5 separate regions of the Sus scrofa genome follow, and regions 1, 3, 4 and 5 are each linked to region 2. The links are chromatin contacts, called in public HiChIP or PLAC-seq and promoter capture Hi-C maps. All regions are on one chromosome and are shown on one strand. The core of a region is the stretch at or near the end of the contact, and the rest is flanking DNA. Distances in the headings are between cores, read along the strand shown. Region 1 holds the start of KCTD10 (BTB/POZ domain-containing adapter for CUL3-mediated RhoA degradation protein 3). Region 2 holds the start of UNG (uracil-DNA glycosylase). Region 3 holds the start of SART3 (squamous cell carcinoma antigen recognized by T-cells 3). Region 4 holds the start of CORO1C (coronin-1C). Region 5 overlaps CORO1C (coronin-1C).

Region 1 (2,700 bases), core at 36-2,535, 320 kb before region 2:
ATAAGCAACAGGACTGTTAATAGTAATAGCTATCATTTATTGAAGGCTACAACCTATGTAGGTGCAGGCTATTTTTTTTTTTTTTTGGTCTTTTTTTGCTACTTCTTGGGCTGCTCCCACAGCATATGGAGGTTCCCAGGCCAGGGGTCTAATTGGAGCTGTAGACACCAGGGGATCCAAGCCGCATCTGCGGCCTACACCACAGCTCACAGCAACGCTGGATCATTAACCCACTGAGCAAGGGCAGGGATCGAACCTGCAACCTCATGGTTCCTAGTCGGATTCATTAACCACTTCGCCACACCGGGAACTCCCCTGCAGGCTATCTTCAATCCCACCTTCACACAGAGAAGGGACATGTCTTGCCAGAGCTCTCTAGGTCCCTGAATTTGAATCCACTCCTAACTCCAAAGGATCATTTATTTTAAGTGAAATACCGAAGACCCAGGGACCCCCTATTCACAGAAGGCAAAGAAAAGTCGAGAATGTAAGGCTGCCTGTGGGGCTAAGTTAGATCACTACCAAGTTTTTCTTTATTGATATCATTAACACCAGCTGCTTTTATTGAGAGCCGAGTGTCAGGCACAGTACTAAAATTTGAATTACACATCACCCTCTGTGGCACGAGCTCATTATTCCATTTTACAGAGTTGGAAAGTAAGGCTCAGAGAGGAGAGGGAATTTACCCAAGGTCAGAATAAGTAGGATTCAAACTCCGGTTTGGATGACTCCTGAGGCCCGGCGTCTTTTCTCAGCATCGACAACGACAATAACAAGTCTTTTCCACCCAGGATAAGTCCGATTATAAAGGCCTATTGTCCCAGAGGTAAAAAGGACTCGAAGAGACACCCTTGGAGCCCGAAAGCTAGCCCCCAGCACCTGCCCCTCCGACCAGGCAAAGCAGGGACTCGGGCCTCCGGGCCACCTCCCTCCAAGTCCCCGGCCCCAGCCCCCGGAGAACCCAAGACCCTGTCCCCACTCGCTACCCGCAGGCCATAGACCTTTATCCGCTCGAGGCCCCGGTGCTAGAGGTCGGGGCCGCAGTGACCACAGCTTCAGCCCCAAACTGCCGAGCTGTACCAGACCCGGGGCAGCGGCCGCGGCCAGACCGCCATCTTGCCCCGGGGTGTTCTCCATGAGAGTTCCGTCGGGAAACAGCTATTCGGTTCCGGGAAACGAAAGTTCCTTAGAGCTTCTGCGTTCGGGAAGGAAAACCTCCATACATCGTGTCCTCCTCTCTGTAAGCTGGCAAAACAGATGATTCAGGAGCAGGATAAATTCCTGACTCGTCCGAGAAGAGATGCAGCGTATTCGAACCGAGGAATTTGGAAGGAAGGAATCCTATATCTGGGGGTACACCGGATCCTTTAGGAAAGTGCCCTCTGCGGGGCGGAAGGAGGGTGCAGAGAGCGGAAGTTCCCGCCCCGGCCCCACCTCCGCCCCCGGCTCACGCGAACTGGGTGTTTCCTGTCTCTTTCAGTCCGGGTTTGGAGACTCCGGCGTCCTCCGACTTTTCATGGTAAGGAGGGCGGTGCCCATAGACTGGGGGCTCTAGGCAGCGGAGAGAGCAGGACAGAGGCGTAGTAGAGGGGGCAGAGACCTAGAGGAGGGGTGCGCTGAGGGGCAGCTGCGGTAGGGGAGAGGCGGTGGGAGCATTAGGATGCGGGGAGAGCCCGGGGTGGGGGAAGGGCTTTGGACGGAGAACTGTACGTGAGAAAATTGTGTGTGTGTGTAGGGGGGGTGTCCCTGGCTGTTGGGGATCCTGGAAAGGGCATCTGGGCTTGGGAATATATGCGCGGGTGAGTAGAGAGGGCAGTCTCTGAGTCTTAGGGCTGTTTGGAAATGGGAGTTGGTGATTAAAGAGAGAACAAAGAGATGTTATTGAAGACGGACATTTGGGGTGGAAAATGAGAATTTGGGGAGGGTTGTGAAGGAGAGATGGGTTGGTTATGAGAGGGTGAAGTGGGATCCTTAGGAGCGGAGCTTTGAGGGAGCTTTGGAAGTTGAGGTAGAAGGTAATGGTTTTCGGGGAAGTGGCTTCCAGGTACGTCTGAACCCCTGAACCAGTGGAGTGGAGGAAATAAATGGAGGGAGCCCACGGGCGAGTGTGCGCTGGGTCTTGGGAACTCCGCGGAGGATTGCCAGGGGTCTGAAGTCAGGGTCCCTTCGCCACGCAGTCCAGCCCCTTATCTGGCTCCTGGGTACCTATCTAGTCCTTTCCCTCAAGGTCCAAGGTGGTCACGCCTAAGGAGCTGGGGTGTCTCACAGTCCATCTCCTAGCTGTGGGGTGGTTTCTCTGTGCTTGAAAGCCATCAAGGGTCTGTTCCTCGAATAGCTTTTTCCCTGGGTGGGAATGACCAAAGTTCAACCCACATTCTCTTTTTACTTGTTTGTCCCATGGCTCCTCCCTGGAAAGTGCAGTCTTTAGGGCACACTAGTACCAAGGCCAATGCTGAAGAAAAAAAAAAAAAAAAAGATTCAACCTGTATTTGACTTAGGACGACAGTATTTTGTGCAAAATAAGTTCCACCTGAGGGGAAGGAAGCACAAAGCAGTTGTTCTCAAAGACCAGCAGCATCACCTGGGAACTTGGTAGAAAAGGCTAAGTTTTCAAGCCGTCCCGCAGACTTCTGGGGGTGGGGCCCAGCAGTCTGTTTCAGCAAAAGCTGTGCAGGGGTTGAGAGTAATGAGTTTTTTAAT
Region 2 (2,700 bases), core at 41-2,540:
CAGTCTTTTAAAGACCTTTAACTGTGCAGTTGAGAAACATCATGGCTGTATTTTTCCCTTTTAGCGTAAAAAGGACGCTGAACGAGGAAAAGGAGATCACGAAGGCAGTATCCTAAAACGTAGGCTTGGCCGGCTATATGAACAAGATAAAGGGCCCGCAGCCTGAACGATTACCTTTATAAAATATGGTTTCCCGAACTCGCCGCTGAGGTGCTTCTTCCAACTCTCACCAAAACCCACCGGCACGTTGCGCGCTGCAAGCCTGAGCAGCGCAGCGGCCTTGTTTCTCTGGATTCGGGCCAACTGCTCGGGGCTTAGTGGCGACGAGGGCGGCGTGCCGGGCTCCTCCTGCCCTGTCCGGATCTTCTTGACGGAGCTGGCCTGCAAGTGGTCCCCGCAGAGGCGGGTCACCAGCTGCAGAAGGCCTCCCCCAGGGGCCCGCAACTTCCGCCCCCAACCCAACAGCCCAGGGCAAAGAACACCCATTCGTAGGGTTTCAGCCCTACCGCGTAGGTCTGTGCAAAACTGGACTCTGGGAACCCAGAGCTGATCCCAGTTCGGCACTAGCAGGCTGGTGCCCCAAATTTCGAGTTTGGCACCAAAACAGGGCGGGAGAATGGCTAGAAGAGGGACCGCGGCGTTCCGGGAGGAGCTCGCGGGGAGGCGGGCCGGGCACCCAGACGCCCCGCCTCCCCGCGGGTCCCGCCACTCGCGTCCCCACGTGGCCTTTTCGCGGCAAAACCTCTCCTCGAGGGCCCGCCCTCCCTCCTCTGATTGGAGGGCCGGCCCAGCAGGGCCGCCCCCTCGCTTCTGAATGGTGACATGGTCCCCGAGGGTCGCCCCCATTGGCTGATCCCTCACCATGGCCGCCGTCTGGGCACCAAGGCGGCTGTTTTGAACACGTGGAGGCCCCAGCTTACCCAGTCAGGGATACGTTCCTGCAACTCCTAAGTCGCGCAGGGGCTGCCAGCCTCCTCGCCCTCATCACCCTCCTCACCCTCTTCGCCCTCCCTTCTCTCCCCTGCCCCGGGCCCATAAGCGGCCCCCGCCGCGCCTCACCGTCACATCCCCATTCTCGACTACTGCAGCCACGCCAGTCCCCAGGTCGTCTGGCTCGGGGCTGCAGGCACGTCGCTTCCCGGAGGCATTCGGGGAGAAGAAGGAGTAGAGCGTCTTCTGGCCAATCATACTGGAGCCGAGGAGGGAGCGAGAGCGCGACGCCAGGAGACCCGCGAGGTTGGCGCCAGCTGGAGCGATGAGCAGTTGGCGCCAAGCGGCCCGCGCATGCTCCGACTTGCGGTCTGGGCGGGGGGCTGTAGAGGGTCTAGTGCGCATGTGCGGGAGGGGCTCCTGAGCCATGGCCCTGGGGCAACATGGGGCTGTGAACTGTTTGGAGTGGGCGGGGCTCCTCGGTTCGATTCAGTTCTGTACTTTGTTTCTTTATTCCTATTCATTTTACCTCTGCCTTGGGCAAGTCCCTCCACCTCTCAGAAGCAAAAAGAAGATAAAAGTACCTTCCCCTAGGGTTGTTGTGGGAATGAAATTAGCATTCAAGTTTTGCATTCAAAAACATTATCCAATTTTCACCACCTGTTTTACTGACGACAAACTAAGGCCCAGAGGCCCAACCTGTAAGGTTTGGGGGAGACTTTAATAGAGGTTAGGACGATTAAACTTAAAACCAGTCACCCTCCCAAAGGCACCACCATTCACCCCCAGTACCTGCAAGTCTCTTCCTTTCTCCGGGGAACATCCAAACCATCACATGTAGTCTTGGTTATATCTCCAAAATAAAGTCAAACGCCGCTCTGTCTCCTGGCTACTACCAAGTCATCTTTTTTGAAATGTAAACTACCCTTTAATAATCCCCAGGTTAAAACTGTATAGTTTCCAAACATGCCTGGAATGAAATCCCTGCTTCTTACCCTGCTGGTAAGGCTGCTGACACCCCACCCCCGTCCCGGTGACACGATGAAGCTGGCTCTCAGCATATTCACAGGCACCCCTTGTGTGGTCTTTACACCTTGCACAAACTGCCTCTCTATCTGGAAAATTTCAGGTCTCAGCTCAAGACCCCACTTTCAAAGGGCCTTCTCCTGCCCCATTTTCTAGCAGGTCACTCTATTTGTAGCTTCTGTTCTTTCTAAAATTATTTATTCTTTCCTTGTTTATTTCTGTCTCCATCTCCAAAATGTAACCTGTGTGAGGGCAGGGACTTTATCCTTGCTACTGTTGTGTTTCAGAGCCTAGAACAAGGGGCTTGATGTGTAAGAAGAAGAGAGGCTCTTAATTTTCAATTATTTTTCAAATGATAAAATAAAAGCCACTTTGAAAAATTTCACAGTGCTGTATAAAATGACACATACACTTACAGTGTGCCCCTGCGATCCCACTCCTGTGTATTTACCCAAGTTAAATTAAAATCTATATTCAGGAGTTCCCATCGTGGCGCATGGAATTGATTCTGACTAGGAACCATGAGGTTGCAGGTTCAATCCCTGGTCTCCATCAGTGGGTTAAGGATCTGGCGTTGCCATGAGCTGTGGTGTAGGTCGCAGACGGCGACTCGGATCTGGTGTGGCTGTGGTGTAGGCTGGCAGCTGCAGCTCCGATTAGACCCCTAGCCTGGGAAACACCATATGCCATGGGTGCGGCCCTGAAAAGGCAAAAGACAAAAAAAAAAAAAAAAAAAAAAACTAT
Region 3 (2,700 bases), core at 154-2,653, 470 kb after region 2:
CTAGGCCAGGCCTTTGGTAGTACGCCTAAGTCCTCTCGGCGGTCCTAGTTCCCCGGCTGGTGCAGGCCCCGCGCACGCCCTCGCCCGCCCCTACCTTCTTGTGATAGAGCCGAGCCGGAGCTGACAGCTCCCGAGCAGGCAGGCGCGGGACCGGGAGCAGCAGGACGAAGCCGCCCGCCTTAGACGGCCGGCGCCAGCCGCCGCCATCTTGCGGACTTGCGCCTGCGCAGGCCGAACGCGAGACCGAGGGGAGGGGCTCGTGCACGAGTTGGCACCCGGCTTGGAGCGCGCCCCTCTAAAGTCCCGGCGACTTTGCGCCTGCGCCCTCCCGCTCGGTGCTTGAGTCCGCGCCTTGGCCCCGCCTTGACCACGCCCCTCCGAGTCCGGCGAGGCGTGGAGCCCAAAGGTCTGAATTCGCAGGACGGTTTTTCCTCCGTGCTGGGTTATGGGTCTGAGGGGCTTCAGGCTGGAGTTCCGGACGCAAATTTATGTTCACAAAGTCCACTGCCGGAATGCGGCACAGAGGATCAACCATTCCACCTTTCTTAGCCCTGTTTTGCTGCTTAGAATGTTGAGGGTCAGAGAGGTTTAGGAACTTGTCTGAGGTTGCCCTGAGAGTTAGACTCAGTTGGGATGCAAACTTGGACAATCCTCAACTAGAATCCCAGCTCTGCTCCTTACTGGCTGTGTGATCCTAGACGAATGACATCGTCCTTCTAAACCTTGATCTCTTGTGTACTAATTCAAGGACAACTATTTCACCCGTTGAGCAAGTATGTTTTGAATGTCCACTTTGTGTCGGGGTGTTTTGGGGATCCCAAACAAAAACAGACATAATTTCTGACATAATTAAGCTTGCTAACGAGAGAGAAAGGCAATAGACACAGCAAGACTTTCCTACCTCAAAAAATAGGAAGCTTAATTAAACGAATACTTTGTCCAAACTTAATAAAAATTTACGTTTATGTCTATTCCTTTATTAAAAAGCAAACACAATTTATATGACAAGGCCTGGCAATGAAGAGATTCTAAATAGATGCTTAATAATATGATTTATTAATGTTGGGTTACAGAACAGGAGCTTATAAAATGAAAACTCACGTGTGTGTCTAACTACTAGGCACCAGGCATTACATAAAGGGGAAATGAGTTTTTCTCATGAGTCGTGCAATTGATCCTTCCCTGAGGACTTGGACTTTTCTCTGCATGTGAGGCTCGGTTGCTGGGGAGACTGAACTACGCGCCAAGTCAGACCAGGCAGTAAGAGCCGTTTATGCCAAGAATCATTTTGACCTTCTCAAGATGGCGCCAAACACTGAACGTCGATCATCACGCTCTGTCCATGACTTCCTCTATGGCGTCCACTTCCTGTCTAAGGACCTAATTTCTGTCCCGAGTTGTGGCGGAACACATGCCCTGTTAGCGAGTTTTTTACCCTTAAGGAGAATTACTAAAAGCATATAAAGTGACATAGATTTGTTGTATTTCTAGATTTTTCCCTCATCTGAGGCTCACAGTTTCTCTTTAGGTGGCAAGAGAGGGGGATTTTGATCAGGCGCGCTCCGCGGGCAGCTCCTATTTCAGAGGGTCTTTGGCGGCTGAGTGAGGACCCAGGAGGCACTGGAAGCGCAAGATGGCGACGGCGGCCGCAGCATCGGCTTCGGAAGCGGAGGCAGAGCCAAAGGCCGGGCCCAAGGCCGAGGGAGAAGAAGATGAGGCTAAGGCGGCCAGGACGAGGAGGAAGGTGTTATCGCGGGCTGTGGCTGCTGCGACGTACAAGACCATCGGGCCAGAGTGGGACCAGCAGGAGGAAGGCGTGAGTGAGAGCGATGGAGATGAGGAGTACGCCATGGCTTCCTCAGCCGAGAGCTCCCCCGGGGAGTACGAGTGGGAGTACGACGAAGAGGAGGAGAAGAACCAGCTGGAGATCGAGCGACTGGAGGAGCAGGTGGGCCGCGGGGTGGGCGGCGGGCTTCTTTCCTTGGGTCCCTAGGCCCCGGCCCGCCTCCCCGGTCTTCGGCGGGAATAAAGCCGCCAAGGCCGCCAAACCAGACCTTCAAGCGCTTACCGCTCGATCGGAGCTTTGCAACCGTTATCCCGTTGAACCCTCACACGACCCGGTGAAGGAAGTAGCGTATTTCCCGTTTTACGGGAGGAAACTGAGGCTCCTGGTGGAGGGAATTCTCTTGCTCAAGAATACACTTCCTGCAGGTGGCGGGTCAGGCCTTGAACTTCGAATCGACTCCAGAACTCCCACTCTTAGCCACACTGTTAAACTGTGTCCAGCAGTAGAAATAAATTTGTCTTCTTAAGAGAGAATTATTTGTCTGTAGGAATGACAATGATAGGCTGTGGCGTGGTAGGGAAAATAGCGACTGTGACGGTGGTAATAGAAATGGAGAGGTAGAGATTTTAGCGTCTGGAGGCCAAGACCCAGATCTGGCTCTTACACACCTGCATATGTTTGGACCAGTTTCTTAATTTCCCTGAGCCTCCGCTTCCTCTTCTGTAAATTGGGAGAAAGGATTCGCACACATTGAATTGTCATAACGGTAATTAGTGCCTAGGGCTTGGTGTTAGCAGTTACCTTATGAGATGCAGGTGGCAGTATCTTCTGTGTAATCCAGGATCGCAGCCGGAGGATCCCAGGTGGCACGTTCAAATTAGGATGGTGTGAGAAAGGTCAATAAAGGGACTACT
Region 4 (2,700 bases), core at 48-2,547, 310 kb after region 2:
AGCACTGGGAACTGTATCTAGTCACTTGTGATTGAGCATGATGGAGGATAATGTGAGAAAAAGAATATATATACGTATGTGTGACTGGGTCACTTTGCTGTACAGTAGGAAATTGATAGAACACTGTAAACCAACTATAATGGAAAAAATAAAATTATTAAAAAACAAAACAAAGATGCCTTGCTTTGGGCAAGCAAGCCCTATCCTTTCAGATGGTCTGCTTGGTCATTTCAGTTCATCAGGCCCAGTTTCTCCAAATATTGGCATTTTAGAACTTGGTTTTTGAGAAATGATCTCTGGTTATAAAGAGGAAAACTTCATGCTATAGATGAAGAAATTCAGGCCAAGAGGACGAAGGGAACTGCCCCAGGATACACAGTCTGACTGCAGCAGAGAAAGAATCTCGGTGCTCTTTTAAGCTTGGGCTGCCCAGTTATTAAGTGAGGGACTTTGGCCAGGAAGAGGAAGGGAGGGACCCTATATCCTTCATTTCCTCACCTGCGAAATGGGGTCAAGACCTTAAGGCCCTCCTGTGTAGTGGTGGGGGATGTTGGTGTGGTACAGCACCGGGACCCCCACTTTGTGCTAGCGAAGTGACCAAATATAGTGGAAGGGGGAGCATAACGTCGGGAGTCCACAAAAGTGGTTGGAGGGTGCAATGGCAGCAGAGGCGGAGCTTCGGGAACCAGAGGCGGGGACTCGAGAATTCTGGGCGGGGCTTGGAGTTTTAAAGCTGTAAAGCGGGCAGTGGGCGGGACTTGAGATACCGCGAATAGGGTTGCTAGGCTATGGGCGGGGCTTCTAGAAGTTGGGGTGGGGTTTGTGACGACAAGGGGCTGGTTATGAAGGAATGAGAGAGTAGTTGGGCCTAGGGATCCAGGAGGCTGGCGAAGGGTTTGGATGGGGCAGTGGGCGGGGTGCACAGCAGCTGATGTTCTGGTTTTAAGAGACTCGGGGGGAATTTTTGAGGAGCCGGGGGATGTGGCCTTCCAGAGCCAAGCAGGTCAGTGGGCGGAGCTCTAAAGGACACCACTCCTGGTCCTGAGGAGCAGTGGGCGTGGCCTTTCGGCCACTGAGAGGACTAGTGGGAGGTGCGTGCGCTTGGGCACCGCCTTCCTCCGCGGTCCACCTGCATACCTCGGCACGACCAGAAGCGGCGCTAGGGAGAGTAAGGCGTGGAACACAGGCTGGGAAGCGGGCTTCCCCTCCCGGAAGTGGGCGTGGCGCGCCGTAGCCGGGCAGCCCTGGTTGGACGCGGTGCGGCGCGGGGGCGGGGCCTGCGTGCAGCGGCGGGGGCGGGGGCGGCTGTCCGCGCCCCTCCCCCGCGCGGCGCTCAGTGCCAGGCGGGAGGCGGTAGCGGTTGGAGGCTACGCCGGGCTTTGCAGCGGGGACTTCGGCGGCGGCGCCTCAGGCACCTCGGCCCTGGTGAGCTGCGCGCGCCCGGCGGGGCAGCTTGGGAACGAGCTGGGCGGGCGGACAGACCCTGTCCTCTCAGCATGTGCTGGCGCTGGCTGACAGGAGCCGGCGGGGCGTGGGGCAGGGCCCGGTGGAGAGGACAGGGTTAGCTGGAGTGGTCGCGCGCGGCGCGGATCCTTGGGCCAGGAGCCCGCTTGGGCGGGTGTGCTGGGGCCAAGGGGTCGGGGCTGCTGCGGGAGCCTTGGGATTTGGTTGGGAAAGGAGTTGGGGACCGAGGTGCCCAGAATGGGGAGAGTGAACCCGGGTCCTTATGGTGAGGAAGCTGCCCAGGGGAGACTTTTAGGGGCCCAGAACCCTTCTGGCTGGTGAGGAACCGAGCAGGGACTCGGTTACCCTGGGAGGTTTTTAGGGGTCAGGGATCCGCCTGGTTGGGTGGCGTCTTGAGTGGGGAGGGGCTGCCAGAGGCTAGGGCGCAGGGCCAGGGGGCTCCAGGCCTGGGGGCGGGGCTTGAGTCGCCCTGGGGAGCTAGGGGGTTGGGGGGTGGCCCTGGGCTGGGCTCACGTGGGGCCGGGACGTGCTGGGCCTTGCTTAGGAGGGGCGAGGGCGGCGGTCTGGTCTGGGGGTTTCCTACTTTGGGGTACGAGCTGGGCTCTGGGCCCTTAATAGCTGGATTGGGGGTCGAGGAGGGCGGGGCGGGGCAAGAGCTGGAGTGATGTGGGTGGGGGCGGCTTGGGAAGAGGATAAGCCCATGGTGGGAGCGCTGGGCTGGGAGGGGGCGAGGGTTGGGAGAGGAAGAACGGGGCTGGAACGCTATAGGGTCGGGGGCCTGGAGCGTCCGCTTGGACCCAGGATTCAGAGATACGCTCCCCTAATAGCGGAGCAGCTGGCGAGGGACGCAGCAAAAAGGAGCGCGGTGCAGGTGGGGCTCCGCTGCGCCTAAATGACTGAGGATGAGCTCAGATGTTGAGGGTGGAAATGCAGAACCGAGCCCTCCCGCCTGTGCGTACGGGCGCGCAAGCACCAGCTCTCCGTCTCTCAAATGATTTGAATGTGTTGGGGGAAGTGGCAGGCTGCGGGGGAGCCGAGAAGAAAGGGGCTTCCTCTTGGAGGGAGGCGCTGGCCCTGCCGTCCTTTTTTGGGAGTGTTCAAAGGGTTTTGGTCTCTGGAAAAGGAAACGTAGCTTTACTGCATCGTGGTTTAGAATCACATCCTATATTTGGCCTTAATGTAGGCTGTCCTTGTTTTGTGGTGTCTGAAGTCCTTGCTCTACATGTTGCAAACGTG
Region 5 (2,700 bases), core at 164-2,663, 370 kb after region 2:
GCTTGGAGTGCTTGCCGTGCTGCGATGCACAGCAGAGGATGCTGGATGTCCGTTTGCCTTTCTACTCACCACATATGTTTTTGCAAAAGCTGATTGGTATTAACGTACTAACTGGCCGTGGAGCTGAGAAAAGCTAAGGGACCAGCCTAGAGATCAGAGCTGATCTCATTTGTGCTAATTGGCCCAGGCACTAGCTAGAGCTTTCACACATAGGATATCTTGGACATAAATTAGGTAGTTGGGTACAGGGCTGCATTAATTTAAAGGCAAATTAATTTCATTCCACAGAATCCTGACATTCAGATGTAAAATACATGTTGAGGTCATAGTGGTCACAGTTATAGCAAGAAAAGTAATGGTGAACATGTAGTAGATCTTTTTATTTGCCACGCGCTGTTTGAAACCTTTATGTGGTGACTATATTTAATCCTTGTTAACAGCACAATAAGGCAGGAGTATGTCCCGCTTTACCGCTCAGGAAGCACAGGCCCAAGGAGTGACGATTTTGTCAAAGGTCACCCTGTTTGCGGTATTTCCCATTCGGGTAGTGCTTGGGGGTGCAGCGTGATTCAACTCGTTTGACCTTTCCAGTTACCCCTGAGGAAGCAGAGCTGATGCTGTCCCCAGTACCATGCAGGGAAGTCAAGGCTTTCAGGAGTAAGGTCCTTTCTTAATGCTGACGTAGCCAGTTGGTGTCCAGCCCTGACAGGAGCCCATGTCTTCTGACAGCCAGGTCAGGTCCTTTCCACCACCACCCTGGGCTGTGTCCCAGGTTACACACAAGAAACCGGACAGGGACTGAATGGGACTCCACATGACCTCTTCAGTCTGTGGAAGGCCATTCCTGGCAGCAGCAGAGAGCATGTGACAACAGGCCTGTGAACAGGGCCAGCAGGCACTGACCAGGGGGGCGTTGGCCTCGTGTGGAAGGACTTACAGATGTGCGGCTCTTCCCCAAGGCCCACTGGAGAACAAGCTGCCTTTATTCCCAGCACAGGCCAGAGTGCCCGGTGTCTTTGCGTTTCATCACACAGGCTTTGCTGTCACTGTGTCTTCCCGTGGGAATCCTTGTGCCTGTGTTGTCTTTTATACGTGGTGCTTTTCCCCGTCATGCCCCTCAGCCAGCCTTTTTGGAGCATCTACTCTTTAGAAAATTGCTCTCTGCGTCTGTGTTTTTTGCTTTTAAACTGGATACTTGATTTCCTTCCTTCCTTCTCCCATTTCATCTTTCCTGCTTCCACCTGTCACCTAACTCCTATTCATCCTTAGAGGTTGTCTCCTCCGGGAGCCTTCCTGGATGTACCAAGCTTCGGTAGCAAGAAGGTAACCTAATTTTTACTCAGCACTGAGCTTACCCGAGCGTCACACTGGTGACGTAGACTGTGGTTTCCTAGTGAAAAGGACATGTAATAACCACAGCTAACACTTAACCCACAGCCTGCCTTAGCATTATTCTGAGTGCTTTGTATTCATGTTACCACATTGGTCTCCAGACACGCCCAGTGAGGACAGGTTCATTATTATAGACTCATTTTATAGATGAGGAAACTCAAAGCCCCAAATGTTTAGGTGAATGTCCCCAAGGTCCTGCAGCTGATAGCAGAATCAGGATATTCCTCACCCCTGCACTGCATTGGAGGTGACTGTGTGCCAGGCAGTGTTAATGCATTTAATCCTCAAAGCAGCCCTAGGAAGTACAGGTCCTGATTCTTCCCTGCGCAGTGATGTTGAGCTCTTTGCCCAGGACCATCACAGTAAGAGGCCCCAGGCAGGATCTGCACCAAGGTCTCTGGCTTCAGAGCCCTTGCTCCAGCCAGCTGCTTGTCTTTGCTGTCTGGCTTCCAGTCTCATAGACACCTCTGCTTTTTTAGATTGTAAACCCCTTGAGAGCGGAGCCTGTGTTATCCTTCCCTCCTTGCCTGGTAACAGGCCTGTGCTGTGGTGGTTACTCAAGGAAAGAGCTACATGGCTGAGTGACTGAGATCGTGAGATGGGTTAGGTGCCTGGATGAAAATGCATAAGCCTTGTTGAGGAGACCATTGAATCTGCCAAAAGTGAGACAGAGGAGGGACAGAGAGGTTTCTCGTTTTCAAAATTGCATAATAAGCGTTTTGCTCCATCAAAATCTCCTGGCAATCCAAGGAAAAGATGAAACTAGAGAAAGGAGAAGATGAAGTCCTGTTATGAGCTCTACTTCCACCCTCATATTTAAGCAGGAAATGCTGGTTATATCCAAAGCCTCCCATCACTCCACGCCTCATTAGGGATTTAGAAAAGGCACTATTTAATCATGGTGGGTCAGGCACTGAAGGTTTTACGATCCCTGTGGGAAAAATCCAGCAGCCAGTGGTCACACTGCCATCTGGAGGCGTCAGGTGGTATATCACTACTCTTTCTGTTGTAAGCGTGGGTCAGAATTCGTCTTGCAAAATGCATTTCCTGTTGAGTCACCAAAGTCCTGTTTCATAATTGTTCCTCTCCCGACTTTGTGCTTTGATCAAATCATTAGTTGTTTTCTGTTCCTTCTGTTCAAAATTTTAGTCCTGTTTTATATTCAGATAACCAAGTTCAGTGTGGAGCAGTTTTACTGATCATAAATCCTTGAATAAAAATGGTGCGTATCAGGGTGAAAGCAAAGAGGTAATGATGGATGGTAGCAGATGCCCATTCCCCCAGGGGAGAGGGGCCTGGGTCAGAGTC

What was found. Promoter capture Hi-C pulls out the DNA fragments that hold promoters and counts their contacts. HiChIP or PLAC-seq counts read pairs in DNA pulled down with a chosen protein or histone mark.
Region 1: a contact with region 2 is called in an H3K27ac HiChIP or PLAC-seq map of alveolar macrophages. The contact joins the promoter of KCTD10 here to the promoter of UNG in region 2. A contact is called at or near these places in 1 of 47 Hi-C or Micro-C datasets (heart right ventricle) and 1 of 2 datasets of contacts at active chromatin or transcription factors (alveolar macrophages).
Region 3: a promoter capture Hi-C map of liver shows a contact between it and region 2, with 5 times the contacts expected there. The contact joins the promoter of SART3 here to the promoter of UNG in region 2. A contact is called at or near these places in 3 of 5 promoter capture datasets (fetal liver, fetal skeletal muscle and liver), 10 of 47 Hi-C or Micro-C datasets (alveolar macrophages, embryonic fibroblasts, heart right ventricle and 6 more) and 2 of 2 datasets of contacts at active chromatin or transcription factors (alveolar macrophages and skeletal muscle).
Region 4: an H3K27ac HiChIP or PLAC-seq map of alveolar macrophages shows a contact between it and region 2. The contact joins the promoter of CORO1C here to the promoter of UNG in region 2. A contact is called at or near these places in 1 of 5 promoter capture datasets (fetal liver), 2 of 47 Hi-C or Micro-C datasets (embryonic fibroblasts and liver) and 1 of 2 datasets of contacts at active chromatin or transcription factors (alveolar macrophages).
Region 5: a promoter capture Hi-C map of fetal liver shows a contact between it and region 2, with 7 times the contacts expected there. The contact joins the enhancer-like site here to the promoter of UNG in region 2. A contact is called at or near these places in 3 of 5 promoter capture datasets (fetal liver, fetal skeletal muscle and liver), 14 of 47 Hi-C or Micro-C datasets (alveolar macrophages, embryonic fibroblasts, epiblast stem cells and 8 more) and 2 of 2 datasets of contacts at active chromatin or transcription factors (alveolar macrophages and skeletal muscle).

What each region holds. Positions count from the first base shown.
Region 1 is chr14:41,441,343-41,444,042 of Sscrofa11.1, forward strand. It overlaps KCTD10 (BTB/POZ domain-containing adapter for CUL3-mediated RhoA degradation protein 3), which reads left to right and starts at 1,286. Exons shown (of 7, transcript XM_013982975.2): 1 at 1,286-1,519. The coding sequence starts at 1,301. UBE3B (ubiquitin-protein ligase E3B) reads right to left here and starts at 1,410. Exons shown (of 28, transcript XM_005670735.3): 1 at 1,002-1,410.
Region 2 is chr14:41,756,551-41,759,250 of Sscrofa11.1, forward strand. UNG (uracil-DNA glycosylase) reads right to left here and starts at 1,291. Exons shown (of 7, transcript XM_003132925.6): 1 at 1,060-1,291; 2 at 175-381. The coding sequence starts at 1,188.
Region 3 is chr14:42,222,349-42,225,048 of Sscrofa11.1, forward strand. SART3 (squamous cell carcinoma antigen recognized by T-cells 3) reads left to right here and starts at 1,404. Exons shown (of 19, transcript XM_005670755.3): 1 at 1,404-1,948. The coding sequence starts at 1,634. ISCU (iron-sulfur cluster assembly enzyme ISCU, mitochondrial) reads right to left here and starts at 222. Exons shown (of 6, transcript XM_003359136.3): 1 at 168-222; 2 at 95-165. The coding sequence starts at 207.
Region 4 is chr14:42,061,558-42,064,257 of Sscrofa11.1, forward strand. It overlaps CORO1C (coronin-1C), which reads left to right and starts at 1,298. Exons shown (of 11, transcript XM_001929345.6): 1 at 1,298-1,425.
Region 5 is chr14:42,126,043-42,128,742 of Sscrofa11.1, forward strand. The region is part of intron 3 of CORO1C (coronin-1C); the gene reads left to right. Among named protein-coding and RNA genes, the nearest start is that of SELPLG, 31 kb to the right of the region's middle. Within about 2 kb of position 1,414, at least 44 of the 83 cell types and tissues checked have an H3K27ac peak or open chromatin away from gene starts, as enhancers often do. A contact at or near this core is called in alveolar macrophages, fetal liver, fetal skeletal muscle and 6 more, where this site is marked.